Linked DNA regions of Sus scrofa: region 2 is linked to region 1. A link is a contact called in public Hi-C data. All regions are on one chromosome and are shown on one strand. Each heading gives the region's core, a stretch centred on a gene start, on an enhancer-like site or on the middle of the called end of the contact. The rest is flanking DNA. Distances are from core to core; before and after follow the strand shown.

Region 1 (5,679 bases), core at 1,033-3,532:
GGCCCCCTTTTTTTTGCTGTTCTTTGCTTTTTCCTTGGGCTTTTCACCCCGTGTCTCAATCATGGACCTCACAGGTTTTTTGGACTTTTCAGAATCTTCAAATTTCTTCATGGTAGTAGGAGCACGGATCTTACTGCTCTCCTCTGCTTCGCTAAAGAGAAAAGAGAATGGTCTCAATCCAGGGGAACGGGCCACACGCCAAGAGGACAATCAGAACTGGGCAACACACTTATGAGTTTTTGGGCTTTTTTTCTGGCTGAGGAGTGCAGCAGCTTGACATGGGATTGAACTCAGGCCGAAGTGGTAAAAGTGCTGAATCCTAACCACTAGACCACCAAGGATCTCACAGAAGTGTCTTTTTTCCCCTCCTTAATGAGAGTTGCAATGTTTATTTCAGGTTCTCTCTTTTTTCCTTCTCCCCCTTTTTTGCCACACCCAAGGCAATGTGGAAGTTCCTGGGGCTAGGGATTGAACCTGTGCCACAGCAGCGACCCAACCCACAGCAGTGAAAACGCAGGAGCTTTAACCCACTAGGCCACCAGAGAAATCCCCTAGGAGTGTCTTTCAAGCCACAATTTATGACCCTTGGGAAGGAAAGGAGCTCATCAAGCCATAGAAATCGATTTTAGAGAGGGGAGGCCTCTCACCGAAGGAGCCGCAGAAAGTCATTTTGGAAATCAAAAGTGCCATTCAATAGACTTAAAGCACTTTGCTGTTGAATCTCAGTGCGGTACTTGTCCCGAAACAGCCGGTGCACATCATCTATCAACTTGTCTACATAGGTCAGTGTTAGGATCTTCTGAAAACCAACCTGTTTAGGGAAAGAAACAGAGCCAACAGATCTGCTTACATGCCAGCCAGAAGAGGGAAGCCAACTCAACCCAGGCCTCCAGAGACTGGCTCAGCCACCTGGCAGATTTCCCTGACCTGAGGAGCAGCCAAGCTCTCTGATGGGGCCCAAGAGCTTCTTCCCTTTCCCCCTCCACCCTCCCTGTCTTCTCACTTACTTCATCATATACACTGGGTGCAATTAATCAAGGTTTTCTTAATATCAGAACTACACTGCGAATGTAACATTGCCCCTCTAAAATACCCCCACTTACCACAAACACCAGCTCAAACTGGTTGTCCAGTTTATACTTGAGTGTGAGTGCCTCATGGGTGAAGGAGTTGTTACCTCCCCTTTCCTGGAAAAAAAGAGTTATGTCTCAAAGCTCAGACTATCCCCACCAAACCCAGACTTGGGCCCCTCTAGGATTACCTTTAGGAAAGAGCTAGACATTCCCCCAAAGTCAAACCTGTCCCCAGGGCAACAAGATGCGGGGGCACTTCTCTCCACCATTTCACTAGGGAGAAAAGGAGACACCAAGCTGGAGGGCAGAGGGAAAGAGGTGGGACGTGGAAGGACACGTGCGGGCTGAAAGGGAAATAGTCCCCATATAAACAATCGCAGCTGTATAGTATTAGTTCCTAAAAGACCGTTTTCTATTCAGTATCCCACTCAGCCATCGAAACAAGAGAAAATCAAGCTGCTCGGGGCAAACGGAGGAAACGATGGCAAGTCTCAACAGACTACGGAATCCAGCCAGAGTCCCAGGAAGCGGAGGGGGAGGGGACGTCGCAAAGTTGCGGGATGGTGTGATAGGAAGGGAGAAAAAAGTGGAGTCCCGGTTACGAGTGAGTGGCCAGTCTGAGGTGGGCCGAGGGAGTGGGAGGAAGGCACGGGATCAGTCGAGGGGGACTATGGACCGGGTCAGAGAGACGAGCCCAGAGTTCTGATCCTGCGGGGGCGGTACCTGCAGCAGCACGGAACGAATCAACGCGTTAACCGGCCCGGTGCATGAGTCGCTCACGCCCTGGAAGCACCAGAGCACGAGCCCGCCTTTGGAGAAAATGGTAAAGAAGTCGAGCATGGCGGCAGCGGGAAAGGAGCCGGGGCCGCCGCCGGGAACTCAGGCCGCGATCACCGCCGCTTCCTGCTGCGCCAAGCTCAGGACACGTCACACCAGCGGCCCCGGAAACCGGCTCATCCGCACTTCCGCTCAGCGGCCCCGGGATTCCTCCCCCACTCCTCCAGCTGGCGCGCGGGATCTACGTAGACGCCAGGCTTGCCAATGGCGGGTAGGGGCGGGCCTAGGCGGGGCTCTCGGGGACGCACGGAAGGGGTCGACAGCCTATCAGGCGGAGGGGCGGGGAGCCGCTGGCCAATGGGCACGCTCGGATGAATGGCCCGTGGCGCAGAGCAGTGACGGCTGGCTTACCAGTGTAGGGTACCCTCCCACAGCGGCCGGACGCTGGAGGGCCATGCTTCGGAGGGCGCTGTGGCTCGGCTTGCGCCGGGGCCTCTTGGGCCGGGAGCTAGGCACACGCAGAGGAGGCTCTACTCTGGGTAAAGTTGAGGGCAGCGGAGGGTATCATGGTTCTGGGATGCCCCCAATGTCCAGCCATGTGACCTTCAGGACTTGGGATCCCTGGCCACGCTCAGAAGACAGTGGGTCGCTGGAAGAAGGGATATCTTACCTGCCAGAGCTTGTACAGTCTGGACAGGTGTATGGATCCAGAGGTTGCCCTTCTCAGGTGACAAATCCCAGTTCGTTCTATGCCTGAGCTTACCGCCAGAATAACAGCCAGGGTGATTCATTGGTTTGATAGAAGTGCATTAAGTCCTGCTCGCATGCAGGATGCTGTTCTTAGTGTTGTAGTCATGAAAGAGGAAAGAAGAGAAGGAGGATTCGATATATGTTCTGGAGGTGCCTGAAGTGTAGCTGGAAAGGAAAGGCTTCAATAGACCAGTTCAAGGCTGGAAAGTTCAAGAGGAAAGAAGAGAAGGAGGATTCGATATATGTTCTGGAGGTGCCTGAAGTGTAGCTGGAAAGGAAAGGCTTCAATAGACCAGTTCAAGGCTTCAATAGACCAGTTCAACCCAGCTTAAGAGTTATGCCCTGCACTGCCAGGGGAGTAGCTAGTATACATGGAACAGATGCGAACCGAGGTCAGCCTTGAAAGATGATGTTTACTGATTCAAGGAAGGTATGATGTCCAGGTGCTGGAGAACTGAACAAAGGTTAGGAGAAAAATACTGTTCTTACGCAAGGAATTAGCAAAGGCCATCCAGATAGAGTTTGAGTAGTAGTATGAAATATAGTCTGGAGAGGTAAAATAAATCCAGATCAAAGAAAGAGTCACATGCTGCTGAGAAGAGTTTGAACTTGAACTGGAGACAAGACTCAGAGATTTGTGAGTTAGGTGTGAAAGTCAAAAGGATTCATGTATTCAAAACATTTATTAAGCACTTAGGAGGTACCAGGTACTGTGCTGGGCTGGCTATTTCGGTGAAGAAGGTAGAATACAGTATGAAGCAATCCCAGAGAAATGCAAGGTTGCAGGTGTGTTGCATGCTGCAAAAGAGCCATTCACGGAGCTATGAGATAGTGTGACAGGAGAACTTGGCATAGTCAAGGGGGCATCTCTGAGAAAATAATAACTGGGCTGAGATCTAAAGGAAGCAAGGGATTAACTGGGCAAAGAAGTGGGCACAGAGTTTCAAAGCAGAGAGGTCACCTGTGTGGACCCCTGTGATAAGAATGAGGAGCTGGGGCTGGAGTGTGCAGAGAAGACTAGGAGAATAGGAGCCAGATTGTACAGTGTCTTCAAGGGCCACGTGGAAAGTTTTGGACTTTAATCCTTAGAGTAACGGAAAACCACTGGAGGGTTTAAGCAAGAGGGCATGTGATTAAAATAGTGTTTAGAAAAAGATCATTCTAGCTATGCAAGAGGGAAATGAGTGGAAACAGCTGAGAGAAACAGTATCATGGTTTGTTCTAGGGCGGTGGTGGTACAGATGAAGAAAAAGGGAGAGGTTGGGGAGGTATTTAGGAGGCAAAGTCATCAGGACTTGATGACAGGACAGGAATGTAGGTGTGCTGGTGGTGACAGAATAAGCTGCTGTTCAGAGGGTCCATGCTCCAGAGGACACTGGACATCTTGGTGCCTGGACATCTTGGTGCCTGGGCTCAGGCAAGAGAAAGGTCTGCACAGAAGAGAGATATGTGTGAGTCGCCTAGCCTAGGGAGAGAGTAGAGAGGGTTAATTTTAGGAAAGGTGAATCTCGCTGGGCTGGGCATCATGCCCACAAAGGAAGAGAGACTCTGGCATGGAGACCATGAAGCAAAGCTAGGAATGCTGCTGGGTGCGGGCTAACCTTGTGAGAAGGGGTGACAATGAGAATTGAAAGCTCAGTGTCAGTTTAGCCCACCTTTTCCTCTGCCCATTCTCTAACTGCCCCCACCTCCTGGAAAGGAGACCTTCGGCCCTCTTTGACCATAACTGCATCCCACAGACTGGGATGGAAAAGTGTCCAATATTAAGAAGAAGATCCAGTCCATCCTTCCTGGAGGGGCCTGGAAGCCACTGTACGACACCAGCCACCTGCCCCCTGAACAAGCAGATGTGGTGATTGTGGGGGGTGGGGTGCTTGGCCTGTCCGTGGCCTATTGGCTGAAGAGGTTGGAAAAGCGGCGAGGTGCCATTCGGGTGCTGGTGGTGGAGCGGGACCACACGGTGAGGTCCGGGGTTGGGCAGAGTCATGAGACGGGCACCAGGGACTCAAGGGACGGGGGAAGGGGAGGAGAGGAAAGACCTCTGTCCTTGACGGTCCAAAGGGCAGGGACTGGGCTTTGGTCCTTGTTGAGAAATAGTCCCAGGTTCCTCCTACCTGGACAACACAGATTTTGCTTTGGGAAGCAAATTTGGTAGTGTTGGCTCTTTTGCAATCTCACAGGTCTGGCCTGCAGTCAAGCTGCAATTAACACAGTTATCGCAACCCCTTTTCAGGTTGTGTGACTTCCAAGGTTTTTGCGCTTTGATCGTTCCTGTCTACCCCTGCCAGTTAGTCATGAATCTTGCTCCTTTGACCATATGCCTCTATTTTCCACAATCAGTAAAGCAAATGTCCATCTGCTGCCTTGGACATCCAGCCTGTCACCATTTTGCCTGACTGTGCCCAGCCCTTTTTAGATGACTGAGCCTCTCTGCCAAGCACATCTGTTAATAAGGATTTTAATAACTGTTGCCCTTGTGGGGCTGCTGGTTAACTTGCACATGGGTTTATCCATGTCAACCCCTCTTAGATTATAAAGTGGCCAGTAGAACTCCCCTTAAATTTTTGGCATGTGTCTCTCACCCTCTATTATGGTGTTCTGCTCACATGTACGTCACCTTCTCTTGTCTCTACAGTATTCCCAGGCCTCCACGGTGCTTTCTGTGGGCGGGATTCGTCAGCAGTTCTCACTGCCTGAGAACATCCAGCTCTCCCTCTTTTCAGCCGAATTTCTACGGAACATCAATGTAAGTGTGATGAGATCGGGGGGTTGGTGGTGACCCTTCCATTAGCCCAGAGAGGGGAGCAGCCCAGTCGGTGGGGGTACTTGGAGCAGGAGTTCGAAGTTCTGGTTTTCTTCCCAGGGGCGGTGCCTGGAGAGGGCTTCTCCCTGGGTTGAGGCCCCCGAGCCTGGGGCTGTGGTAAGAGGTCCAGGAAAGCCCTCCCTCCCTTCTTTTCTTTTTTGCTTTTTAGGGCCACACTCTTGGCGTATGGAAGTTCCCAGGCTGGGTCGAATTGGAACTGCAGCTGCCAGCCTATACCACAGCCACAGCAGCACTGGATCCAAGCTGCATCTGTGA
Region 2 (5,752 bases), core at 1,099-3,598, 120 kb after region 1:
GCTATAATGATACCCTGTGTCCTTTCAGATTGAAGAAGACATGGACGGAAAGTGAGACTCAGCCGTGGGCCCCTCGCTGGGCAGTGGACAGGCTTGTTAAATACTCAGGGGGACCCAGAGCGGGCCGGGGTTATTCAGAAAATAATTACTAACAGAGTAGAGTGCTAGGTTGGTGTCAGGTCATGCACTGTCACCTTAGTGGAGCTGGCAAGCAAGCGGTCCCGTCTGTGGAACACCTAGCCTGACATCTGCATCCTGGTTTACTTCTCAGAGGAAGAGAGGGGCAGAAGGGGGCCAGGTGGGAGTTCCAGAACCCTCTTCCACCTCCCTTCCTCTCCCTCGCCAGCCTTGTTTCCAAAATCTCATGCTTGGAGGTGTGTGTTTGAGGACATGGGTGTAGACAGGCAAAGCCAAATTTCCCTTCTCAGATTAAATGGGAGTCATAAAATGGAGTTAACAGAAAGTCCTGCCAGTGGCCCAGGCAGCCAGATTTGGGATGGGCAGGGCACGGGCAGCATCTGAGGGACTGGCAAGACTTCCTCCCCCTGCCCCCCTCCCCCAGGTCTCTAAAAGTGTGATAACCCCATTGTTTGCCGGGTCTCCACCCCACTTTGTTCCCCCTCTTCCCAGGCCCTGCTTAGCCGCCAACTGGGCTTCCCGCCACTCTCACAGCTGTTCCTTTACATCTGGAGCCAGGAAGGAGAGCTGGACTTCCCCCAGAGGGAAAGGACTCACAGCTGTGTTCTTGGCTTTCTCAGAAAGAGTTGAGCTTTGAGGTTTTGAATAGTTAGGCTGGGACAGGACGGATAAGGCGGGGCAGAGGTTTGGGAGGAACAGAGGAAGAGGGCACCCTTCTCAACAAGGTGTCGGAGTGGCCTTGACAACACCCATCCTCACTCCATAGAATGGTCCTGAGGCTCATCGCGGCAAACTGCCTGCACTGTCAGAAGTCTGGCAGAACCACTTGGCTAGCTGCTCTTTCCGGGGGGGAAGGCCTGGGTGGGGGTAGGTGGATTCTGAAAACAAATAGGGCTGCAGCCCCAAGACTCTTCCATCCACACACGCAAGCTTCGTGTCCCAGGCTTTGTCCTGGTGACCGGGCTGACTCTGATGGGTATGTTGAGTGTGTCGGGGGATCTCAGCTCTGCTGATTCTTGGTGCTTCTCCAGCTGCTTCTCGTGAGGATATGCAAGGGAGTGTCCATTTCCCCCATCCAGGCCATTGAAAGTGGCTGTCAGCACATATGATCCAGCTGTCCTGGACTGGGGCCACTGCCTGTTACTGGATGTGCCTAAACTTGCGCCAGAATCCAAACATACCCACCCCCCATCCCCAAACTCCACACACACTTGTAGACCTGGGAGCATTTTACATTCATGCCACACTCAGGCAGCCCTTCACAATTACAGGAGTGTGTATTGGGAGGGGGTGTCTACCCCCAAACTGGCCATTGTTCCCTGGGGGTGGGTTCACCTTTCTCCGGGTACTCTGACCCCTAGGCAGATGGAAGGCAGTACGCTCAAGATCAGAGCAGGCAGTGGAACTTGGATGTGAGTTGCTGGATGGGGCTCTTTGGTGTTCTGAGAAAGGGACTTTCATTCTTCAGTTAGCCTGACCAATGCGAATGAACCGCCTGCCAGCCAGCCTTTCTGGTCCTGATTAAGCCATGCCCCAGAAAGGAGGCAGAGGAGGAAGCAGGGCACAGCAGGGAAGGCACTTAAGTTCAAATCCACAAACTGGGTCCTACTCCGGGCTCTGCCACTTAATTCTGTAGGGCCTTGGGCTGATCACTTCTCCATGTCTCGGCTCCAACTCCTACATTCCTTGAAACAAGAGGGCGGGTCCGGCCAATGAGGACCACCTACCCCGGAATTATCTGGGCGTGATTTGAGAATGGAGAATCTTGGGTTTTACCCAAGCCGCTGGGGATGAGGCCCAGGAATCTGGCATTTTAACAAGCTCCCGCAACCACTGCTCTAGTCGTCTAGACTACAGGATGATCTCACGGGCCTCCACTAACTCAACCGTCTGCGTGCAAAGCCCATCCTAATCCCTGATGCCCTTGAGCCGCGTTAATTAGGCGCACGCGCAGTTTTCTCCCGCGGGCGGAGGTGGCGGGGGGGAGGGGGCAGCAGAGGCTGGGGCGCGCATGCGTCCTCCGTGCGGCGCGGATCTGGCCGCGGAGGAGCTGAGCTTTTCCCGCAGTCAGCCGGAAGGCCTCTCGAGGTGCTGAGAGGTTGGCGCCTCCTTGGCAACTGGTTCCCGTCCTGGCAACAGCCATAGAGTTCGCGCCAGTCTCCCCGGTTTGCTGCGTGCCTGTTTTCTCAGCCGATGTCTCCCTGGGCTCTTCAGAACTCAGGCTGGGTTGGTTCACGTGACCTACGTTGACTTCCCTGCAGGGGCGGGAGTGAAACTGCCTAGGGCTGCGATGGAGCAAAGGAGATCTGCTGCATCCAGTCTAGGCTCTGAAGTCCCATCTCTCCTTTGCAGAGACCCAGAGAAGGGAAGGGGCTCCCAGCTCGACCGCCTAGCTGGGTAAGACAGTGTTTAGGTCGTTATCTAGACCAGCAAGACATTGAAATGATCTATATTCATTCAAAGTGGTGTGCCTTAATTTGGAACACTTCCGGTGTTTGTTTACACTTTTTCGAGGACGTGAGTACAGCCAATTGCCTTCCCCCCTGAGACTGGCCAGCCTACGAAAAGCTTGTGCTTGGAAGCAGTCAGTGAGGCAGTAAGGTTTAAGCTCTTGCACAAGCGTCCTCTGTCATATGATCTGTAAAACAGTGATTACGTTGGTCTGTCTCACAATGAGGTTTTAAGGATCTAGTGGGAATATGTCTGGAGAAAGTGTGTAGCCTGTAAAGTATGATCTAAATATTGGATTGGAAAGATGCCTGGCATGATGGAAAATACTGAAAGCGTATGGAACAGGTGAGGCACATCTGGAGAGCCAGACTTATGCCCAGGTACAGCTAGTTACAGAAAAGTCTTGGTCTTCAAGTCACTCACAAGCTAAGTAGGGTAAGACATTGGTGAGGGGGCTCAAATGCAGGCTTTGCAGAATCCAGTAATGAACTGAGTTCAAAGGGTTCTCTGGCAGTGGTTTTCAAGTTGAGGTTAGATGTCCTTAGGGGTTTTTGGACAATGAGGTTTCTTGGTGGCATTATCCATTTCCTTGCCATGCAACATACCAGGGTAGGTTCCTAACTAAGATACACCCTCAGAATTGGTAATCTCTCTCCTAACCCATATGACCATTTTGATATCTTTTTTTTTCTTTTTTTTTTTTTTTTGCATTTTAGGTCCACACCCACAGCATATGGAGGTTCCCAGGCTTTGAATCAGGGCTACAGCTGCCGGCCTATACCACAGCCACAGCAGTGCCAAATACAAGCCACATCTTCGACCTATACCACAGCTCAGGGCAATGCCGGGTTCTTAACCCACTGAGCAGAGCCAGGGATCGAACCTGAAACCTCATGGTTCCTAGTCAAACTCATTTCCGCTGCACCACGATGAGAACTCCCCATTTTGATATCTCAATTAGAGCTTCAGAAAACTGTTTGTCAACAAGGACTCACTATAGAGCACAGGGAACTATCCGTTTTGTAATAACCTATAAGGGAAGAGAATCTGAAAAAGAATATGTATAACTGAATCACATTGCACTATACACACAGCATGGTAAGTTAACTATACTTCAACTAGAAAAACCCAAACAAACCTATTTATCAGTTTTGAGCATTTCCATGGTTTTACATCAGACTTGTTTCCAGGAAATCTTTCCAACTTCAAATTTGTTTAAGGAGGATCTGTGTATGTATACATCAGTAGTTATTAACCCATTTTCCTGTCCAGTTCTTTCTCAACAAGCTTATCTCTCTCATTAAAGTTCATGGGAATCCTGCACCTGAGAAATGAGGCGGGGAGATGAACCTTGGGTCTGGTTAGATGTCAGACTTGGGGAAGCCCCTGTGTATTGGAGGGTTTCACCTCTTCAAGTACAGGGATTGCAGGGAGCTGCGAACAGGTTGGGGAGACCATGGTCTCCTCTAGGAGGGTTAACACAGAGGATTGGCCAACGTTTTCAGGGGCAACTAAATTTAGGGAGCCAGATTTCAGGTTCCCAAGGAAGACTGACAATGTAAAGGACTGCACCCCTCAAGGAAGGCACTGCTTCCTCTCAATCTTGCAAGGCTGGGAGGGAAATTGCCCCAGGGGATCGAAGTTGAACTGAGCTGTTCCAGAACCGCCTAAACACTATTTAGTTTTTGAAAACACTATTTACAAACGTCACCAACTTTAACACTTAAGGAGTGTCTTCACTTGCTTAAAAATGCATTTCTCTCCTGAAGAAAAATATCACAAGAGGACAAGTTACAGTCTGGTAGGGAGACTCTCTCCAGTTTTGGCCTTTTTCGCTGTAGATCTGTGTTCCCCTTGTAACCCTGCATGGCAAGAGAGCTAGAGAAGCTTTTTTTTTTTTTTTTTTTTTTTTGTCTTTTATCTTTTTAGGGCCACACCCACGGCCTGTGGAGGTTCCCTGGCTAGGGGTCTAATTGGAGCTGTGGCGACCAGCCTATGCCACAGCCACAGCAACAGTAACACCAGATCCAAGCTGCATCTACAACCTACCTCACAGCTCATGGCAACGCCAGATCCTTAACCCACTGAGCGAGGCCAGGGATTGAACCCACAACCTCATGGTTCCTAGTCGGATTTGTTTCCACTGTGCCACAGTGGGAACTCCTAGAGAAGCTTTTAAACAAAAGTCAGATTGGAAATTGTTTTCTGAAACTCTGCTGTAGAAGTCCTGAATCTTTATTGGTATCACTTTATCTCTAATGCCTTCTTCATTCAAGTATTTCTCCCAGGAGCAACACCTACTAGTGTCATGAATTTGTTTTTCAGTCCTTGGGAAGCCAGGCCCTAGCCTTTCAATTTCTTCATAAAGGTGGTGTAAAGATGGTATCTTTCTCTTTTTTTTTGGCTGTGCCCCGTGGCGTAGGGAAGTTTTGGAGCCAGGGATCGAACCTGAACCACAGCCGTAACCAGAGCCACAGCAATGACAATGCTGTATCCTTAAGCTGCTGAGCCCTGAGGGAACTCCATTAAGGTGCTATCTTGAACTTAGTCCGCTTGAACTTGTCTTTGCCTAACCGAGGGTGACCCACAGGGGAACATATCTCTATATTCAGCACCTATCCTGAGTAGCACTTTTTCTCTTGCACAACGGCGAGTAGATTTCAGAGACGGTCCATTGAATAAGACCCCAGCTCTTCCACCAAAGTCCTGTTTCCTGAGACTACTTTCCTGTCTTTGAACATTAATGCTTGGAGATTCACCACAAAGAAGAGAGCTCTAAAGGAGCACGGTGAGAGTGCTCTCATAGCATTCCAAGACATTTCAAGGGCCATCAGGTGAGGAACAGCAGAAAAAGATGCCTTTGTGTGACTGGGGCTCCCTAATCAAAAGGGAGGCCTTGGGCTCAGGGATTGAGGCTGTCCCAGCCCTGTGGGTGGGCCCGGCAGACTGTCCTACAGAGGAGCTCTGGGAACCTGGAATGGCAGGCAGATACGGGCACCAGGGATGTGAATGGCACGTGTTCACAAAAGGCTTTTTAAAGATGAGGGCTGTGATAGAAGTGAAAACTTCAAGGCCTGTGGCATGAAACCTTGCAGAGTGTGTCCAAGACTTTGTCGATAAGGAGGAGGGGGAGACAGACCCAGGAAGGACAACAGTTAGAGAG

The links. Hi-C and Micro-C count contacts between places; a contact is called where the count stands out from the background.
Region 2: a contact with region 1 is called in a Hi-C map of liver, with 4 times the contacts expected there. The contact joins the enhancer-like site here to the promoter of FOXRED1 in region 1. A contact is called at or near these places in 1 of 5 promoter capture datasets (liver), 3 of 47 Hi-C or Micro-C datasets (heart right ventricle, liver and skeletal muscle) and 1 of 2 datasets of contacts at active chromatin or transcription factors (alveolar macrophages).

Annotation. Positions count from the first base shown.
Region 1 is chr9:53,363,013-53,368,691 of Sscrofa11.1, forward strand. FOXRED1 (FAD dependent oxidoreductase domain containing 1) reads left to right here and starts at 2,283. Exons shown (of 12, transcript NM_001244921.1): 1 at 2,283-2,389; 2 at 4,340-4,560; 3 at 5,236-5,346. The coding sequence starts at 2,305. SRPRA (signal recognition particle receptor subunit alpha) reads right to left here and starts at 2,073. Exons shown (of 14, transcript XM_003130057.5): 1 at 1,797-2,073; 2 at 1,104-1,187; 3 at 648-811; 4 at 1-151. The coding sequence starts at 1,913.
Region 2 is chr9:53,484,268-53,490,019 of Sscrofa11.1, forward strand. It overlaps a transcript of ST3GAL4 not described here. Among named protein-coding and RNA genes, the nearest start is that of ST3GAL4, 11 kb to the left of the region's middle. Within about 2 kb of position 2,349, at least 69 of the 83 cell types and tissues checked have an H3K27ac peak or open chromatin away from gene starts, as enhancers often do. A contact at or near this core is called in alveolar macrophages, liver and skeletal muscle, where this site is marked.